Linked DNA regions of Mus musculus: region 2 is linked to region 1. A link is a contact called in public Micro-C data. All regions are on one chromosome and are shown on one strand. The core of a region is the stretch at or near the end of the contact, and the rest is flanking DNA. Distances in the headings are between cores, read along the strand shown. Region 1 holds the start of Tbx3os1 (T-box 3, opposite strand 1). Region 2 holds the start of Pdgfa (platelet derived growth factor, alpha).

Region 1 (6,416 bases), core at 1,986-4,485:
AAATCTATTCACAGCCTCCTCGGAAACAACATGGTCAAGGCTTTGAACATTCAACTCTTCCCAAGAAATGACATGGCTGGTTTGAAAGAAATAAAATAAATTGTTTGTAAGCAAAACAAGCCCTGTCTGTCCACATTCAAAACTTTACAAATCCGATTCACAACTTTTTATTAGGATTACTCCACACTTCCAGGTCCGGCACCCAACCAGGGCCTTTGATTGCTATTCCCCGGGTAAAATTCTTCTAGACTATCAAGCTTTCCATACCCAGGACGCAACACCCCCACCCACCCCGCCCCCAATCCACTCTGCAACTAGGTTGCAAATTTAACAAAATTGGCTATGTGTAGCAACCAGCAGTCAAGAGAGGAGTCTGGGCCCAAATTCTGAGTTTACCAGGAAGCCAGACCTCCTGAGAGTCTTTATTGATGATAGTCAATGAAACTTACAAATCCGTGTTTATCCGATATGTTGTTGGTGAGTTTCAGTTTGTGGAAAGTGACGACTTTGGACATCCATTGCTCCCCCGTAGCGGGGCTGTCCGGGTGTATATACATTCTCTTTGGCATTTCGGGGTCTGCCTTACCGGCCACCATCCACCGAGAGTTGTGAAATTTATATCGACAGTCGTCAGCAGCTATAATGTCCATCAATAAAATATACTTGGCCTTTTTATCCAGTCCAGAGCACCTCACTTTAAACGGAGGGAACATTCGCCTACAAAAGCACAGAAAAAGGCAAATACATAAATAAGGCCCACCCCGTAAATGGCTCAGAACCTCAGACTTGGCTTCCAAGTTGCTTGGCACTGTCTAAAAGCTTAACGCTTTCTGCTGGGACCAGGGAGTCTGTAAGGCAACTGCAAGCGAAATTGTTTACTTCCACGCTAACATGAAAACTGCTCAATATCTCCTTTTTTTTAATCCCAAGCCTCAAATCAAATCAATTACAGCAACCTCCTCTAAGAGAATCTACTATTTCTTAAAAACAAACAAACATGTTTGTCTATGTGGCTGTTTAGATTGCCCTCTTATAAAGAGGGATGGATTCTTAAAGTTTTTTTTTTCTTCTTCTTCTTTCCTGAATGTATTTAGTTTGAAACAACTGGAAGCAGGGTTCTAAGAACCCAGGGTTAATAAAGGTGCGGATTTTCCACCAGCTGGCTGATGAGAAAACATTAAAACTTATCGAGGAAATAAATGCTCACTTATGGACTGAGGCTGGCGAACTGTGTGCCTGTTAGAGTGAGCTCTCAGAGCCGAGGTTTAAGACAGGCTAGCGTCCGGGCCTGGTAACCCATCCGTGATTTAAGCTATAAACCACATTCCTCTACTCTGTAGGCCACTGCTGTTTAATTTCACAGAAGTGCTGGCTTTCTGTACTTTTGACTTAAAAGGAAGTGCCCGGTTATGAAAACCCGACTAAATGTCTTGTGGCTTGGAAAACGATCCCGTGCCAAACTTTGGCCTCAAGTAGCTTGGAAGGAGACCGAAAGTGGGGTTTTATTTTCGTGCCCTTCCAACTGGTATCTTGATAAACCTCAATGCTACCTACCTCTGGTTTTGTTTTTGTTTTTGTTTTTCTTAAATCGGTGGTTTTAAACACTAGTCATTGGGGTCCTTAATAGACTTATTTCGGTCAGGCAAGGGCACTAAACATTACGTAAAGTGGTAACAATATTCAAATACAAGGTGCATAGTCTCATGGGTTCCTTGGGTCTACACACATAACCTTAATTGTAAAAATTGCCTGCTACGGTTTCCCTGGGCTTGCAGACTCCGGAGATGGCAACGGGAAAGAAACCCGAAGGTCCTCCCCTCTTCCACTGATTTCTCTGTCTCACACCATCAGGCTTAGGTCCCCTTCAGCCCCAGGGACAAGGCTGAAGAGTAGAAAGGGCCTGCGGAATCCTCCCGGGTCTCCCACTGCTGTCTAAGAGGGGCTTTAAGGTCTGTCCTGGGAAATAAAATCCAACAGAAAGAACTAAACGTAAAGAATATTTCAGAATGGCTTCACAAACGGGCTTCCTGCAACAAGGTGATTTTCTCGAATGCTGCAGAAGCCGAGTGCGCGGTCTCCTTCAATGGAAAACACCCTGTATTTTGTAAGGAACCCCGGATACGAGTCCCTAGGAACCATACTGAGGGCCCGGGTAGGCTGAAACTTCCTGACCCTTAAGGCAGGGCCCTGGAGTCTCCGCATATTTGGGGGGACAGGAAGTTTTCGTTTCAAACGTCAACAGTCAGCCAGAATCTACTGTTTTAAGAGTCAGACAAAAGAGATGTGAAATTTTTCAGATGGTTTGGGGGGAGGGGTCCCCCACTGATTACTTACTTACCTTCCTGACTTCGTGATGACCATCTCTGTACCCCGCTTGTGAAACTGGTCCCAAAGTTCCTTGGCCTCCAGGTGCACCTTAGGGTCATCTTCTACGTCTTCTTCGGGTTCCATGGTCTTCAGAGGCCTCAGATGTGCCTGGGGTCCCAGGGATGAGAAAGGGATGCCGGTCTCAGCAGCCCCCACTAACTGATCCATGATGGGCTTGGCCAGAGCTCCGGGGAGCGAGAGCGCCGCGGCGCCGTTGGGAGGCAGCGTTAGCGCGGGGAAGAAAGGCGGCTGGTGGCCCAGTACCGCGCTCATGGCGAAGTCCGGCGCCCGGTGAGGTAGGAAGGGATGATAGGCCATGCTTGTCCCAGGGATAACCGGATCTCTCATGGAGAGGCTCATCCACTCCAGACAGGGAACCAGTCCGCAGCTGCTGGCTTGGCTCCGCTTTTGTTGTTGCTTTTCAAAAATAATAATTAAAAAATTCAACAGCGACGCATAGTTTTGTTTAAAATAAAAAAGAGGGCAAATTACAAATAAAGCGTTTGAAAGGGAGGGGGAAAGTGTCTTTGGGGGGAAGAGAACGCCGCTTTTAAAGAGGACAAAGCGGCAGCAGATCTGGAGACATAGCCGCTGCAGGGGCTGTCCTGGTGCGTGGAGTGTGTTGGAAAAGCCGCTCCTGGAAGTCGGTTTCAGTAGGGCAAGCAGCAAGCAGGGGCTCGACTGGCGCCCAAGCCCTGTGGCTTAGCTGGAAATAGACACTGCAGCCCTTTCCCGGGGTGGCTCCCCGGCTCCCACGCTCTTTGTTGCCAAAGCGCAAGGTTCTCGGAGACTTTTTTTTTTAACCTTTTTTTCGACTCCTTCCCCCGCCCCCTAGCTCTTCTCTGGCTTTCTCGCAGGAGGCGTCTTAGTTGAGCTAGACTCTGGCTTTCACAGGCAGCGAGATCAAGGGGGGGAGGAAAAGTCTCTCCTTTAAAAAAAAAAAAAAAAAAAAAGCGATTTAAGCCCCTTTCCAGCGGCGCTTTCAAAACTAGAACTGCGAAGCTGGCTTCGGTTCGCGATCCTCCTCTCTGGCTCCGGGCTGCGCGCAGAGTCTGGGTGGCGAGCGAATGGTGCCTGCGATCTTCTGCCTCGGGGAGCCGGCTGTCTTCCTTGTGCTAAAAAAACGTGAGCGAAATCGCTTTCCTAAAAATAATAAATTAAAAAAAAATCAGCGTCCGGGCACGCAGGGCGAGGGAGGATCAAGAAGACGGGTGCAAAAAAAAAAAAATAGGAAAGAAGGAAGAGAACGGAGTGATTGGGAGCTGGAGTAGGCAAGTAGAGGGAGGGAGAGAAAGAGAGAAAGAGAGCGAGCGAGCACCTCGCCACCCTCCTCCGCCTCTAGAATTCCCCGGGCGTCTGCTCGGCGGCTCTGGACGGTCCGGCAGCGCTGTGGGCTGCGGGAGCCCGAGGCTTGTTGATTGGCTCTTTGACGCTTTCGGACCAATTGTGTGGCTGCATAGGCGTGGTTTTCACAGGTCGAGTGCTGGGGGAATAGAGCCGAGTTATAAAAAGAAGGTGTCGGAAACTGGAACGTCGCTGCGCCGCGCGGTACTACGGCCTGTCCTGCGTTTATGTCAACATGATCAGAGGGGAGGGCGGGGAGCCACCAGGGCGCCGCGCGCTCACCAAAGTCGCCTCTAGGTGGCTGATCCAGAAGAGAGTTCGCAGCAGCCTGAGAGCTCGCCGCGGCTCCTCAGCTCAGCCTACGTCTGAAAGGCCTCAGCCATCCAAGCCGGGGGATCCGGGGAGGAGGCTGGGCCAGGGAGGAAGGGGGAGGGAGCGAGGGCGGGAGCCAGGCAGCTTGCCCGGCTTCCGAGGCGCCGGGCAGGGGCGCTCGCCTCTCGCGCGCTCCGAGCGCTACAGTTCAAGCCCGCGGCCGCTTCTCTTGTGCGGATCTGCAGCTTCTTCCCTTTCCCGGGCCCCGGGCTAGCCGAGCTGGCCGCCGAACCTCTCTTTCGGCCAATAAGCCTTAACAAAAGCTCCAGGCTCGCGTAGCTCTGAAGGGAGCCCCACATGGAACCGCCCAGCCACCTCTGAGTCAGATCCTCTAGCTCCTGCGCCCGGGTGCTTCGGATTCCCGAGCCACTAGCGCAGGGGATCCCACCAATCTTTCTGCCCGCTGCCTGCTCCCCACCCGCAGCCACGTGCAGAGACCCAAATGCCCCTTGGGATTCTGGGCCCGAACGCGCGCCGACATACTGAGACCGAGCCCCCACGCGGAAAAATAAACCACGCAAATGCATTCAAGGCCTGCGCGCCTGGCCCAGTCTACGCTCGGCTCGCTCCTTTTTTTTTTAAAAAATGTATTTACTGACCCTTTTGAGCCCAGCTCCTCTTCCATTCGGATGACGACACCAGTGTTCCACCCGGATGGGGGTGTGGGTGTAGAGAGAACGAAGCAGCTGAAACAAGTGAGCGCCTGGAACTGCGGGCCTGTCTCCTGAGAGCCTTTGCCCTCACCTCCGGGCCAGCTCGGTAGGGAGCTGCCGCTCTGGGCTTGGAGAGCTGCTCGGGGGGAGGTGCACCAGCCTCGTATCTTCCTCAGGCATCACACTTATCTCTGGGTGCCTCCGCTCCTGCTCTATCCTGGGGACTTATCGTGGCAGACGTCGGGGGCGAATTTGTAAAACAAACCGTGAAACGTCTCCCACCCCCATTTACCCCAGATGTCGGGAGACTAAGGTCTCCGCTCATCCTAGGGTGGGGAGGAAGGCCAACTGATCGATCAGACTTTGGTTGGGTGACCCTGTAGGACTCCCCTCGCAAACCTGCAGTCCTTGTTTGTGGGTAAAGGCGAACTGGGACATTCCAGTTTAAATGGAGGGCAACTTAGCAGAATTTTTAGTTTTCCTGGGACAAGACCTTTGCTTGGAAAGGGAACAGAAAGGAGGCTGGGTTTCCGGGCCTAGAGATTAAGCTTTCAATGTTTCCGTGTGGACCATTTGCGCCTAGATTTTCCCCCTGGGGGCCTCCCCCAACTCCTCGCCCAGGACCCCTTTCCCAACTGCAGGTTCAAACTAGCAGCTATTGGGTGAATAGGCAGTTCCTTCTCCCAGGTAGGGCAGAACATTTGAGGCCACGAGCTTTTCCAGTCTTACGTGTTTTGATGTACAAGGTTAAGAGCGTTTGGCGCCAGCCCTGAGCTTTCCCTGGTGCGGCCAATGGGAATAGAGTCATTCTTTGAACTTGGTGTGACCTGCCATCTCGCCCCTTTCTTTCCCCTTCTCTGACTTTTCGCGTGCTCACGGTGGAGAAGGGAGAAAGAGGGAGAGAAACGGAAACAGGAGGTGGTACCAAAGGCGGTGGCTCGCTAACACCCCTTCCCTAGGCCCTGTTCCAGATTGCTGGAGAGTACAAGAGGCCAGGCCAGGGCCCTCTCAGCACGGGCCACCGGGGTCAGCGCGGATTCTCTGCTGGCAGAAGGCTTCCCCTCCCCCTCCTTGCCTAGCCACTCTCGCCAGAGCCGCCCTAGAACCCAGATCTGCTTTACCGACATTGGCCGGTTAATCTCTGCGCTCCCGAGTGGAGTGCAGGAAAGTGGTATGCATCTGCAGCCTGTTTGACCCCTTGGTCACCTACGCGGTGCCCTGAAGGTCCACAAGCTAGCCGGAGAGACCTTGGCAACCGGTACCAAGAGTTCTGGCCTCAGGGGTCTGCTCTGCAAACGCGATACGAGCTCCATGACTTTGCATGCAAATAATCTGGCCTTGCTTTTTTGGCCGCAGCGTTGGAACCAGAGCAATTTCTGACCCCTCACATCACCCCACACACAAACACCCTTCAGTTGCCTATGTTTGACTGTAGCTCTAACTTAACCCTGGGCTCATCCCAGTTTGCCACTTCTCTAGCTTCTACCCCTCACTCCAGTGCGCCAGGGAAAGGGGGAGGAGGGCGGGGGTGTGGAGGAAAGTTTGCTGCGGGATTCAGAATCGAAAATGTCTACATGTTGCTAATGGTCTACAAACTTCCGCCAATTATGACTGACCTCCCAGACGCTGCCCCTGGAGGCTCGTGTTCTGCCAGGGAGGCCACGGCGAAGCTAGGATCAA
Region 2 (6,416 bases), core at 2,924-5,423, about 19 Mb before region 1:
GAGCTACCCATTTATATTGCCTTCACACACTTGCCTAATACAAAAGCAACCTGGGCCACTCCATATTCTTGGATCTCCCAGGGGATGAGGCACTCAGTGCCTGGGACCCAGTCTCACCTTGCTCTATCATTGGGAAGGGGGTCTAAGTCCCTTTGCCTCAGGGTGGCTGTTTGAAATTATTTTACAGGGCAAAAGACCGGCATCGGTATCAGAGCTCAGTATCGGTCCTTGCAGCTGATGAGTAACAATGGCTGCAATAATTGAGCACGGATAATTGAGTTCCAAGCAGTTGAAGGGCACTAGCTAGGTGGATGAGTCTTTGGTGAAAAGGTGTGCTTTACGTTTAAAATGATGAGCAAATTGGATGGTCTCCCTCCTTTCAAAGCTTCTCTGTAAAGTCTGGGTCTTGGGTTGAGAGGGTACCAACAAGGGTTAGATGCTACCTGGTCACCCCAGCTGCGCACTCCCTCTCTTGAGCTATTTGAAACACTTGACACTTTAATTATGGGCGGGAGGATATGTCGCACTGTGCCGGGGGCACTGGAGACAGGACGGAAGCATCTGTTCTGGGGGCGACCGGACATCTCTGGTCACCGCCAGGTGCACTGTCTGGTTCCTCTCCCCACCTTTCTAAGCTCCCGGCTGCTTACCGCCTACTTCCTCCAGGGACCCTCCAGCTGACCTCAGGCGCCCACAGTCCCTAAGATGCTCCTAGTTAGGACTGGATTTTGGGGGGAATGGGTGGGTGCGGGTCTTTCTCTCGAATCCGACTTGGGGGATTGTTCTCAGCTGCTGGGGCGGGGATGCCCCATGGAGCCTGGAGCGACGCACCTACAGGCTAGGGCAGCAGCCGCCCACACCTCCTCCGACTCTAAAGTATATTTAGCCTCATTATCAAATGTTTGCAGTGAACCGAGTGAACCGCCTAATAGCGGCTGGAAGTGAAACTCGAATCCCAGCCAGAAGGAAGCACGTGATCTCTCCCACCAGAAAGGATCACGGAGGCGCGGGCGGGACAGGTGCGGTGGCCTCGAGCGCATGCAACCCCTCCAGCTCGGCTTGGTCTCTTGGTGTTCTTTGGAGGCCTGACACCTGAACCTCACCCCCTCACTCAACCCCTTCTCCAGAGGCTAAAATGAGGACTGTCACGGGTCCCAAGGGAAGCCGAGGCATAGGGTGGGGGTGGGGGGTAGTTTGAGCCGGCGGGTCCTTTAGGCTCTTGACCTCATGACTTAGCCAGTTCCAGTTTTCAGAGACCAAGAGTCTAGCGAGAACCAGGAGGAACAGTGGGGGTCGGGGGTCGGCTGTGGGGGTGGGGGTAGGGGTCGTTGTCTCACACCAGAGTACCTTGTAAGCTTTAGGGCCCGTGCCCCAGTCCCCTCAGGCGGCTGGCGCCGGGCTGCACAAGCTCTTACCACCCTCGCGCGGCCGCTGTTGTTGCGGTCGCTATGACGACGGGTCGCGGTTTTATTTTTAATAGCGGTCGGCGATTAGAGCAGTGCCTGCGCCCAGCTCCCCGTGGCTCCCGCGTCCCGGGCGATGAATCCAGGCCTAGCCTCATTCTGGTCCCTGATGTCCCCTAGCGTCTTCAGAATCCCTCCCGCCCGGCTTTGATTTCCAGCTGGGCGTCCCTGCTGCGCCAAGAGAGTAAAGGGAGAGAGAAGCACCGAACTAGGTGGGGTCCCCAGGAACCCGCAGCCTCCATGCGGAGGTGGTGGCCGGACAGGCGCGGCATCCCAGCAATGCAACCGGATCTTCTTCCTGGATTCTCACATCCACCGTCACACCGGGTCGTCGAACCGCAAAAAGGTGTCCTTTGGTGCTCTCTGCCTGTGAGAAGGCCGAGGGCTTGGCGGGACAGGCCGCGCAGAACAATCGGGATAAAACGGTGAGGAACTCGACTCAGGTCTAGAGTGGTCCTGGCAGTCGCCACCAGAAGTCATCCTCTTCAGAGCAGCATAAAGTTTCACCAGTACGGACAAGGCCTGGGCTTTCGAAGACCTCGAGGTGGGGCGCTTCTCAACGTTTTCCATACTCCCTCTTTAGGCCAAGAGAGGGTGTCCTCTTATCTCCTGAGCATCCCGAGGTGTTAGGGCTGGGGCGTGGTGATGGGGCCTACAGGCCTAAGGAAGTCTGTAGATTTGGGCTCCAAAGATCTTCAGCTACCCCCTCCCCCCACGCCCACCAGGTATTTGGAGCTAGGTGAGCCGCCCGTGTTGGGCCCTTCCAGCTCAGCCTTTGAAATGCAGGAACCCGGGAAGCTGGGGATGAAAGGCTCCTGCCCGGCTGCGCCTTTGTCTGGGGACAAAGAAGATTGGTGGGGGATTGGACCCGGGCTGGGTGCACGGGTTAATTCACATGAAAGGGAGTGAACTGGACAGGCTGTATCCAGTTGCATCCCTACCCTTGGAGCCCTCCATAGTCTCCAGAGCCCTAGGAGGCTAACTTTGGGATTTGAAAGGTCCACAATCCTCTAACCCGAGTTAAGGAGCTGACAGGACTGGCCTTGCCGTCGGGTCACATCCCACCAGGAATCCATCTCTCTCAATGGGAGAACCGTCCAGCCCTGATCAGACTTCTGTCCGCATGTGCCTTCCCCGCCACCCGTCTGTACTGTGCCTTGGCCGGAGGTGGCGCTCTGCGCTGCCTTGGATCCCAAGGTAGAACCCAGGAGTTCCTCACCAGCCGCTTCTTTTCTATCTTTCCTTCTATCCCTCCAGCTCCCCATTCAGGGTTCGGCTAGGCCTTCGGCCAGGGGCTAAGGATCTGGAGGGTGCAGGGTGTCAAGGTGGCGATGAGGCAGGAGGCAGCCTCCTCCCCGACCCTAGCCTCGCTTCCACCTCCACACAAGAGTGCAAGTTCCTCAATCAGGTGTCCCAGGCTTTGGCTCTGGGGCGCGGGCGCGTGGCAGCCGTCAGGTGAGTGCCCTAGACGCGCCCCTAAACCCGCCCCGCCTCTCCGCAAAGACTCACTCCCCCTCCTTTTATGGAGAGGGGAAGGCTGGAGCACTGGATCCTTACAGTGGGAAGCGGCCCGAGCGCCGGGCGGGGGCCAAGCCGACTCTCATGCCCTTTTTGGCGCAGCAGCTCTGGGCGCTGCCCTTTACTGCCGCTGGGGCCCGAGAGAGAGGCGAGCCAGAGACGGCCGTGCTTCTGCAGCGGCCTCCTCCCCTCCCCGCCCGGTGCCGCAGGATTGCAGCTGGCACTGAAGGGTGGGCAAGCTCGAGGGAGGGGCGCTCCGGGAGCCCGGGCGCCTGTGGGCTCCGAGCCGCGGGCGCCGAGCTTGGATGGATGTAGCTGCCTGCGTGAGCGCGTGTGTGGCCACTGCAGTGGCGGTGGCGGCCGGGCCCGATCTGGCCCGCGAGACCCCTGAGCGCTTCCGAGGTGCGGGTCCCGGGCCCGGAATCCGGGGGAGGCGGGGGGCGGGGGAGGGGGAGGGGCGCGGTGGCGGCGCTATAACCCCCTCCCTGTCGCCGGCCGGCTCCACACGCGCGTCCTGCGGAGCCCGCTCAACTCCTGGAGCCCGGCCTGCCTGCGCCTTCTTCTCCACCTCCTCCTCTGGTCTTCCCGCGGCTGCTGCTGCGGCGGCAGCGGCGCCAGCTCGGCCCTCCGCCCGCCCTCCGGCCCGCGCGGGCGGCGTAGCGAGGCCCCGGGCGGGTAGGCTGCTGCCAGGCGGCGCGGCCGCGGGAGCTGCCCGGCCCCGGCGGGCGGAGGGCGGAGCGCCGCGCCGTAGCCGAGGGCGCGCCGCGGAGGGGCGCACGCAGGCCGCCGGGCCGCGCCGTGCTGGGCCGCGCCGTGCCCGGCCCGGGGCGGCAGCGGCGAGAGGAAGGCCCGGGGACAGGCTCTCCGGACTGCCCGGAGCCCTCAGGGAGAGGCGAGGCGGTAGCTGGTACCGGGCCGAGAGTCCAGACAGGTGATCGGTGGTGCGGCGGGAGCTGCAGCCACGCTCCGCGGTCCCCTCCCGGGGCTGACGGCAGCAAATATGCGGATTTACCGGCCGGGTCGCTCCTAAAGCCAGCGACGGGGAGCGAGCGCGGCGGCGGCCAGCACGGGGAACGCACCAAGGAAGAAGCCCAGCCCCCGCCCTCCGCCCCTTCCGTCCCCACCCCCTACCCGGCGGCCCAGGAGGCTCCCGGAGCGACTCTGTTCCTCCTCCTCCTCCTCGCTGGCTTTGCACTCGCTGCTCGCGCCGAGCGCGCTCCGCAGGCTCCCTGCTCTCCGCGCCACCCTCCTCCGGGCCGCGCTCCCTGAGGGATGGTACTGAATTTCGCCGCCACAGGAGCCCGGCTGGAGCGCCCGCCCCGCGGCCTCGCCTCCCTGCCGAGCTTCCAGCGCCTCGGGACGCGATGAGGACCTGGGCTTGCCTGCTGCTCCTCGGCTGCGGATACCTCGCCCATGCCCTGGCCGAGGTGGGTGCCACCCCCGCGCCTCTGTCCCCTCTCGGCTCCCTCGGCGCACGCCCCTCTCGGCTACCTGTTTCAAGCTCTGCAAAGAGCATTTTGGTTTTGTCAGGGTGGTGTAATTTTTTTTTTAATCCCAACTGGGTTCTATTTTCTGCCATGCCCAAGTGTGTCTGGTGAGTTTCCAGCGCGTTGCGTCGCTCCGCCTTGGAGGGGGACGGGGGAGCCGCGAGGTGAACCCGTGGGTAGAAACTTCGGGGGGCTGTGGGTGCCTTTCCAGAAGGGGCAGCCCAAACGCAGCGGACAATGCAGTAACGGGGTGCGGGAAGCGGGAAAGGGGGTGTGTGTAAACTGACCGTGCTCTGGGAGGGGACTAGGGCGGGCAGTAAGCAGGTAGAGGAGGGTGCGGCCGTAGCCTGGGACTGGGAAGGGTGGGCAGCGCCCAGCCGCAGTCCCCAGTTCTCGGTCCCCAAACCCAGTCCGACGCAGGGCTGGAGCAGTCTCCGCCCGCCCAGGCCTGCTTACAGGTGGCTGAACGAGGCAGCTGGGGCCGGGCCAGGCGCCCGCGCCCTCCCACCGCCACCCTCCCCCCCACCCCCATTCCCCGGGAGCTTTGCCGTGATGAATGACTTTCCACAGCCCCTGTCGTGGGAACTTCGTGGTTGAGTCCTCCAGCGACCCTGACTCCCTTTTAAAAACCGGGACGGAGAGTGGGGGAGGCTGAACGGTGGGGGTGGTCTGGGCAGGGACCGGAGAGGCGCGAGGTGGATATTTAACCCCTTGCGTTCCCTGCAGCCTCTCTAAGCCCCGATGGATTTGGGCGTCCTAGTCGGCGCTAGGGCCGTGACTGGGCCTGAGCCGGGTGGGGCGACCCGGCGCGCGTGCTTGTAGGGGGTGGGGTGGGGGGAGAGGGAAGACCCTCTCCCCTGCGGGCTCAGCTCAGGATTCCCGGAGTGAAATTGAACCCTTCGGCTAGATTAAAGTGTTGAGGCTGCTGTGACTCCAGTCGTGGATGCGTGACGCATTTCGACCCTCTCTGTTTCTACATGTGGATTTAGCTATTAAACCAGAAACTCTTCGGGCCCCTGGCTGCCCCCAGACACCCTGGGGAGGCCAGAGCGCGGGTGATTTTTGTCTGAACATGTCAAGGCATTGTTGGGGTATTTTTATCAAGGTCAGACAGATAGGAACAGTGTGGAGGATTTAGGGGGTCCCATCTAGCCCCAGCCGATCCTCTGGCTCTAGGGCCTAACGAGGGTCCGGCCGGGCTGTGTGGCCCCTGGGGCTGGGCTGGAACCCTTGGGCGCGTCCTGACGGTGTGGTCTGCTTGCAGGAAGCCGAGATACCCCGGGAGTTGATCGAGCGGCTGGCTCGAAGTCAGATCCACAGCATCCGGGACCTCCAGCGACTCTTGGAGATAGACTCCGTAGGTAAATCGCGCCCCTGCCCTGCCCTGGCTGAGAGGAGGGCGCGGGCGGCGGGGCGGGCCGGCTGCGCGAGGAACCGTACCCTGCGCGCTCCGCCGGGCCGGGCGCTGCGCAGGAGCGCACCGAAAGGTCAGACTCCACTCGCCGGCCATAAACGCCCAGGCGTATGAGTCAGGCGTTTCTCTTGTAGTTGCCACTTTCTCTCCCAGCGGCAGCGGAGGGTTGCTTCGCTCACCCAGGGGTTGTTTTAAGTGAAACGCAGCGGGTGTGTCACTGAAAGTTCAGTTTTAGAGTGTGCCGAAAACTGCCAGGTATGCGGGTCAACAGCTGCTTCTGGCCCGGGAGCGCGGGAGCCGGCCCGGAGGGAGCGTGGCTGTGGCTAGTCTTCTCCTGGCCAGGGCCCCCAGAGTGCTTGAGGAGCTGGTCGGTCCGGGCCTTTTGTAAACTCCACTCCCTGGTGCCTTGATCGCCTGGGGCTGGGTCCCATAGGTGGGCGCAGGAGGCCGATGTTTTTTTCTCCACACCATCCTGTAAAAAGGCGCGCCTAGTACACGGACGCTTGGGGCTATTTTGGGGGCTTCCCGCCTCGG

The links. A called contact is a pair of places that touch in the nucleus more often than the background predicts.
Region 2: a Micro-C map of embryonic stem cells shows a contact between it and region 1, with 13 times the contacts expected there. The contact joins the promoter of Pdgfa here to the promoter of Tbx3os1 in region 1. A contact is called at or near these places in 1 of 39 promoter capture datasets (embryonic stem cells) and 2 of 484 Hi-C or Micro-C datasets (both in embryonic stem cells).

The regions. Positions count from the first base shown.
Region 1 is chr5:119,668,327-119,674,742 of GRCm38.p6, reverse strand. It overlaps Tbx3os1 (T-box 3, opposite strand 1), which reads left to right and starts at 3,235. Exons shown (of 4, transcript NR_166476.1): 1 at 3,235-3,492. Tbx3 (T-box 3) reads right to left here and starts at 3,510. Exons shown (of 8, transcript NM_011535.3): 1 at 2,339-3,510; 2 at 450-717. The coding sequence starts at 2,727.
Region 2 is chr5:138,992,701-138,999,116 of GRCm38.p6, reverse strand. Pdgfa (platelet derived growth factor, alpha) reads left to right here and starts at 4,173. Exons shown (of 6, transcript NM_008808.4): 1 at 4,173-4,408; 2 at 5,733-5,829. The coding sequence starts at 4,346.